Regions from separate parts of the Pan troglodytes genome. Here region 2 is linked to region 1. The links are chromatin contacts, called in public Hi-C maps. All regions are on one chromosome and are shown on one strand. Each heading gives the region's core, a stretch centred on a gene start, on an enhancer-like site or on the middle of the called end of the contact. The rest is flanking DNA. Distances are from core to core; before and after follow the strand shown.

What was found. Hi-C and Micro-C count contacts between places; a contact is called where the count stands out from the background.
Region 2: a contact with region 1 is called in a Hi-C map of induced pluripotent stem cells, with 2.1 times the contacts expected there. The contact joins two enhancer-like sites. A contact is called at or near these places in 2 of 7 Hi-C or Micro-C datasets (both in induced pluripotent stem cells).

What each region holds. Positions count from the first base shown.
Region 1 is chr2:138,966,312-138,970,048 of NHGRI_mPanTro3-v2.0_pri, reverse strand. No RefSeq gene overlaps it. Among named protein-coding and RNA genes, the nearest start is that of PPP2R3A, 240 kb to the left of the region's middle. Within about 2 kb of position 1,933, at least 1 of the 24 cell types and tissues checked has an H3K27ac peak or open chromatin away from gene starts, as enhancers often do. A contact at or near this core is called in induced pluripotent stem cells, where this site is marked.
Region 2 is chr2:139,235,997-139,239,733 of NHGRI_mPanTro3-v2.0_pri, reverse strand. All of the region lies in intron 1 of PPP2R3A (protein phosphatase 2 regulatory subunit B''alpha), which reads right to left. Among named protein-coding and RNA genes, the nearest start is that of PPP2R3A, 32 kb to the right of the region's middle. Within about 2 kb of position 1,788, at least 7 of the 24 cell types and tissues checked have an H3K27ac peak or open chromatin away from gene starts, as enhancers often do. A contact at or near this core is called in induced pluripotent stem cells, where this site is marked.

The sequences.
Region 1 (3,737 bases), core at 684-3,183:
ACAAAGATCAAAAAAGACAAAGAAGGGCATTACATAATGATAAAGGGTTCAATTCAACAAGAAAACCTAACTATCCTAAATATATACACACCCAACACAGAAGTACCCAGATTCATAAAACAAGTTCTTGGAGACCCACAAAGAGACTTAGGTAACCACACAATAATAATGGAAGAATTTAACACCCCACTGACAGTATTAGACAGATAACTGAGGCAGAAAAAAGATATTCAAGATGTGAACTTGGACATTTGACCAAATGGACCTAATAGACATCCACAGAACACTCCATCCAAAGACAACATAATATACATTCTTCTCATCTGCACATGGCACACACTGTAAAATCAATCACACAGACATACAAAAATCCTTAGCAAATTAAAAAAAACCCCAGAAATCATACCAGCTAGACTCTTGGACCACAGCACAATAAAAATAGATATAAATACTAAGAAACTTGCTGAAAACTGTGTAATTACAAGGAAATCAAACAACCTGCTCCTGAATGACTTTTGGGTAAACAATGAAATTAGGCAGAAACCAAGAAATTCTTTGAAATTAATAGGAACAAAGATGTAACATAACAGAATATCTGGGACACAGCTAAGGCAGTGTTAAGAGGGAGTTTATAACACTAAGTGCCCACCCAAACAATTGAAAAGATCTCAAATTAACAACCTAACATCACAACTAGAGGAACTAGAGAACCAAGAGCAAACCAACCCCAAAGCTAGAAGAATATAAAAAAATAACCAGAATTACAGCTGAACTGAAGGAAATTGAGATGCAAAAAACCATACAAAAGTCAATGAATCCAGGAGTGGGTTTTTTGAAAAAATACGCAAGTTAGATAGATAACTAGCTAGATTAATAAAGAAAAAAGAGAGAAAATTCAAATAAACAAAATCAGAAATGACAAAGGGGACATTACCACTGACCCCACAGAAATACAAAAAATCTTCAGAGAATACTACAAACATCTCTGTGCACACAAGCTAGAAAACCTAGAGGAAATGGAGAAATTACTGGAAATATACAACTTCCCAAGATTGAACTAGAAAGAGACTGAATCCATGAACCGATGAGTAAACAATTCAGAAATAGAATCAGTAATAAAAAGCCTATTAAACCGAATAGGTCTAGAACCAGATGGATTCACAGCCAAATTCTACCAAATGTATAAAAAGTTGGTACAATTCCTACTGAAACTATTGAAACTGCCTTTGCAAAATTATGACTGTGACAACGAAAGAGAAATCTAACTGACTCCATCTTGGCTCTAACCTTTAAGCTGTCCTTGTTCCTTTCTGGGCATAGGCTGAACTAACTATGGGAGGAACTTAGTTTATAGGTTAAAACAAAGATTATAGTAGCCCTTTCCCAAAACAAACCTCCTTCTTGCATGGTGACTAGGCGGTCTTTGTAGGACTAAGAAATTATCCACAAGATTAGAAATTATGATTTAGGAGTCATGCAGCTGGAGGCTACAAGATTCTGACCTTCCCTAAACTGCTCCTAAGATTAGTGCTTGAGATATTTTGTAGACCCTGCAGTGGATCAACTGGCACCACGCAGATTGATAAACTGGCTCATCTAATCTTGTTGCCCCCACTCAGGAGCTGACTCAGCATAATAAGACAGCTTTGACTCCCTATGATTTAATCTCTAACCTGACCAATCAGTACTCCTGGCTCACTGGCTTCCCCTCACCCACTAAGTTGTCCTTAAAAACTCTGATCCCTGAATGCTTGGGGAGACTGATTTGAGTAATAATAAAACTCTGGTCTCCCACACAGATGGCTCTGTTTGAGTTACACTTTTTCTATTGCAATTCCCATGTCTTGATAGATCAGCTCTGTCTAGGCATTAGGAAAGGTGAACCCATTGGGCAATTATTCTATTCCAAAAAACTGAGGAAGAGAGACTCCTCCCTAACTCATTCTGTGAGGGTAGTTCCATTCTGATGCTAAAACCTAGTGGAGACACAACAAAAAAGAAACTTCAAGTCAGTATCCTTGATTAACATAGATTAAAACATTCTCAACAAAACACTAGCAAACAACATTCAGCAGCATATCAGAAAGCTAATTCACCAAGATAAAGTAGGCTTTATCATTGGGATGCAAGGTTGTTTCAACGTATGCAAATCAACAACATAAATAGAACCAAAACCAAAAACCACATAATCATCTCAATAGATGCAGAAAAGGCTTCCAATAAAATTCAACCTCTGCTTCATGTTAAAAACTCTTAATAGAATAGGTATTGATGGAATATACTTCAAAATAATGAGTTATCTGTAAAAAAACCCACAGCCAACATCATACTGAATTGGCAAAAGCTGCAAACATTTCCCTGGCAATCCAGAGCAAGACAAGGATGCCTCCTTTCACCATTCCTACTCAACATTGTACTGGAAGTCCTAGCCAGAGCAATCAGACAAGGGAAAGAAATAAAAGGCATCCAAATAGGAAGAGAAAAAGTCAAACTATCTCTCTTCACATATGATATGATTTTATACCTGGAAAACCCCATAGTTGCTGCCCAAAAGCTCCTCAGTCTGACAAATAACTTGAGCAAAGTCACAGGATACAAAATCAATGTACCAAAATCAGTATCATTTTTATACACCAATAACATCCAAGCTGAGAGCCAAATCAAGAATGCAAGCCCATTCATAATAGCCCCCAAAAGAATAAAATACCTAGAAATACAGCTAACCCTGGAGGTGAAAGAGCTCTACAACAAGAATTACAAAACACTGCTGAAAGAAATCAGAGATGAATAAACAGATGGAAAAACATTCCATGCTCATGGATAGGAAGAATCAATATTGTTAAAATGGCCATACTGCCTGAAGAAATTTACAAATTCAATGTTCTTTGTATCAAATTACCACTGACATTCTTCACCGAATTAGAAAAAACTATTCTAAAATGCATATGGAATAAAAAGTGAGCCCAAATAGCCAAGGCAATCCTAGGCAAAAACAACAAGCCAGAGGCATCACATTACTCAACTTCAAACTATACTACCAGGCTGCAGTAACCATAATGCCATGATACTGGTACAAAAACAGACACATAGGGCAATAGAACATAATAGAGAGCCCAGAAATAATGCTGCACATCTACAACCATCTGATCTTCAACAAAGTTGACAAATGCAAGCAATGGAGAAAGGATTCCCTATTCAGTAAATGGTGCTGGGATAACTAACTAGCCATATTTGAAACTGGACACTTTCCTTACACCATATACAAAAATCAACTCAAGATGGATTAAAGACATACATGTAAAAACCTAAAACTAGAAACACCCTGAAAGACAACCTAGGAAATATTATTATAGACATAGACCCTGGCAAAGATTTCATGATGAAGATACCAAAAGCAATTGCAACAAAAACAAAAATTGTCAAATAAGACCTAATTAAACTGAAGAGCTTTTGCACAGCAAAAGAAACTATCAACAGAGTAAACAGATAACCTAGAGAATGGAAGAAAATTTTTGCAAACTATTATTCATCCAACAAAGGTCTAATGTCCAGAATCTATAAGGAACTTAAACAAATTCACAAGCAAAAACAAACAACCCTATTAAAAAATGGGCAAAGGAAATGAACAGACACTTCTCAAAAAAGACATACATGCAGCCAACAGGCTTATAGAAAATGCTCAACATCACTAATCATTAAAGAAATGCAAATCAAAACCACAATGTGACACCATTCCA
Region 2 (3,737 bases), core at 539-3,038, 270 kb before region 1:
CCCAGCTACTCGGGAGGCTGAGGCAGGAGAATTTCTTGAACCCGGGAGGCAGAGGTTGCAGTGAGCCGAGATCACGCCACTGCACTCCAGCCTGGGTGACAGAGCGAGACTCCATCTCAGAAAAAAAAATAAATAAAAATAAGTAAATAAATAAAAATCTGATGAACTTTTCACGAGTCATCTTGCTGAGAAAGAAAAAGGGGATGGGGCAAGACTTAAAAGAACGAATCACAAATTTAGGTCTTTGAGTAAGTTTTGAAAGGACATCAACAGCAGAAAACCAAACCTCAAGGGGTAGCACCAACTATCAATGAGAAATTTACAGTCTAAAATCATTTGAGTTAAAAAAAAATGCCAAAGAATCAAAGATTACTTTCCCTGCTATTTGTTTCAGACCCATGGGTGTCAAATTCTGCCTTTTTATTCAGACCATAATTCAATTGATGCCCAGTTAACTAGATGGAATCTTAGACATGGAATCTAATCCACTATTTTCAATCAGAGATCCAACCTAACTCAGAAGCACCATGCTATCCTGCGTCTAAGAGAAAGCTAGACTCCATGGTTTTGAAGCCCAATCCTGCCAGTGTGGCCTAATATAAGGTGGTTAACCTTGTCAGTCTGTTTCAACGGCAAAATGGAGAGAATAATAATACCCATCTCATGAAGATTAAGTTAACATATGTCAGATGCTTACAACAGTACCTAAGACTCAGGGAATGCACAATAAATATTATTGCTGTTATTGCTCTAATTCACTTATCAAACATTTCCTACTCTGTGCCTGACCCTGGGAGAATGATGCCAAATGACATATAGTGATGTCTTCGGAGTGCTCAATGTTTAATGAGGGCAGGGACAGAAGCAAGCAAGCACAGCAGCTATCAGGAGTGAGGCCAAGTTTCTCCCATTTTGCTCCCACAATTAATAAATGCTCTTTTCAGAAAAGTTGGACAATACTCACAAGCAGAAATAAACACTGTTGATATTCTTATGGATATACTTTAACTTTCTCTTGCAAAAATTTATAAATGTATGTATTTTTTACAAAATTTGGACCATACTATAACTTACTTTGACAATATCTTATAAATGTACTTCCAGGTCAAAATAGACATAGATCATTTTAATGAATAACATTCTATCATATAAATAAATGTAGCCATTTGTTATTGCTGAACATTTAGGTTATTTACTATTTGTTTTCAAATAAGCAGTGATAAATATTCTTTTACATTTATTTTACATAGCTCTTCAGTTATTTGCTTATAATATATTCCACACAGTAAAATGTTGAGTCAAAAGATGTGTGTGTGTGTGTACATATGCTTTTTCAAAAAAAGTCATTAGATACATAGGGCCAATCTAGAAGAGGGCCTGTTTCTCCATGTTTTCTTGGACTGATTCCTCTCTTTAAATTTTTGGTAATTTGATTGATGAAAAAAATGGAAGTACATTGTTTTAATCTTCATTTCCTTGATTGCTGGTAAGTCTGAATATCTTCTCATTTACCTATTAGACATTTTGTCATTGTTCACTTGTGAAGCCTTTCTTCATGTCCTTTGTCTGTTTTGAGAGGGAGCATCTGAATCAGACTGAGGAGTCAGGAAAAGCTTCCTGAAATATAGCGATGTAGGTACATAATTTTGAAGGATCAATGAGAGCTACTTAGACAAAAAGGAAGGGAAGAATACTCCAGGTAGAGGGAAACACATATGTGAAGGCAGAGAGGCAGAACACTGCACAGTGAATGCCGAAGTACAAGTAGTTCCAGCCAGTTTCACTGGGGGGCGTACAGAGACAAGCAAGAGGGCAGGAAAACAGAGCATACAGTCACAGTTGGCCTTTGTATGCTAAACTAAGGAGTCTGAACTTTATTCTGAAAGCTATGAGAAAAACAAAGACTTTTAGGCTAGAGAGTAAGAGTAACATGATGAAATTTGTTACAGAAAGATCACTGTAGCACCTGAGTGGAGGATAGATAGGAACCAGACTGAAGACCTAGAAATCGATTAGGAGGTTATGATAATAATCCATGCAAGAAGTGATGAGAATCTAAACCAAGTAGGTGACAGTAATAACAAAGAGGAGGGCACTGATTAGCCCAGGAGGAAGAATCCATAGAACAGCAGGAGGGGAAAGTGACAGGGTGGAATCTTGGATTTCTGGCTTAAGTACTGGGAGACTTGTGTTGCTAATCCTAAAACAGACTTTTTGTTTTTGTTTTACGGGGGGTGGCCACAGGACAGATAAAGTTATTTTCTGAATGTGTTGTTTGAGGAGGTACCTGCGGAATATCTAAGTGGTGATGACTGAATGAAATGTGAACACAAAAACCTGGAGGTCAGCAGAAAGATCTGGGTTGGAGACGCAGCTCTGAGAATTTACTCAGGGTGAGTGCATAAAGTGAGGGGAGCTCTGGACTGAGGAAAAGTTGAGGATCAATGACATTTCTGGGTTGAAGAGAGGAACAGAATTCTTAGAGGGAGTCTAAGAAGAAAGAGAAAAAGATAACAAGAAAACCAGGAGAAAGCAGTTTTATGGAGGCTGAAGAAGGGACTTTCCAAATGGAGGGCACTAGCACTGGATGTTACTAAGAGGTCCAGGAAAAACAAAAAACTGGATTTGCCAATATGAAGGTTGCTGGTATCCTTATCACGTGCAATTTCAGGGACTTGGTGTCAAAAAAAGTGGTGTAGGTAGACTAGATTTTCCATTAGTTTTTTTGCTAAGAAAAGGAGGGCTATAAAACGGCAGCTAGAAGAGAATGGAGATATGAATTTTTTCTTAAAGGATAGAAGATATTTGAGCTTGTGTACATGTTGAAGGGAAAGATCCAGAAAAAGCTTTGAGGACCCAGGAACTAGTAGCCAAAGCCCTGGTGAGGGGATTAGTCTCAGAGGAAGGTGGATACCTTTCCTAGTGAGGCAGGGGGAAAGAAACCAGTTTATAAATGGAAGAAGAAAAATACAAGGAATTTTTTTCCATGACAGGTTCAATTTTTCTCAGTGAAACTGAAAGCAAAATTATTGATTAAAGTTTAGGGGGCAGGAGAGGTATTAAGGAATTTGGGAAGATAGTGAAAATCTGAAATAGATGTTAATGAAAATAAGGAGGTATCTGATTAGCAACAGGCAAAAGTAAGGATAGATCCTGAAACACTGAGCAGGACTGATGTAGAAGTAGAGATGGTACAAATGACTAGCTTGATCTAGGGCTTCTCGTGAAGGCCAGAATACAAAAAGAAGTATGAGGTAATATGTTTATTGATTAAATAATGCTGATCAAGAAGGAGCAAAGGAGAGAAAAAGTTCCTTAGCAATTTACTAAAAATCTTCCACTAGGATGACATCTGTTTGTGCAATAAGCTTTAACTCTGTTAGATTAACCAACAAATATTTCTCTCTACATATTAGTGGGCACTTCATTAAATCATTTGAGATGTAGAAGGTCTATTTTTTCATCAGGCTTCTTTTAAAAGTTGATAGAAATAAAAGTGCCTCTGCTAACTTTAAGCAAAAAAATGTGAAGACAAGAAAACTTCAAAGTAGAAAGGAAAACCTTAAAAATTTTCACAAAAATGACAGTTTAGAAGAAAAGTTTGGTTATAAATACATTTTTACAAAGCAGCAGCCTTTAAATAACAGGAACAAAGAGAAAGTTTCTGAGGCCAGAATCACATTAATTATTGAGCTACAGTATTTTTCAATTCTAAAATACATTTTTTTTGGACATTT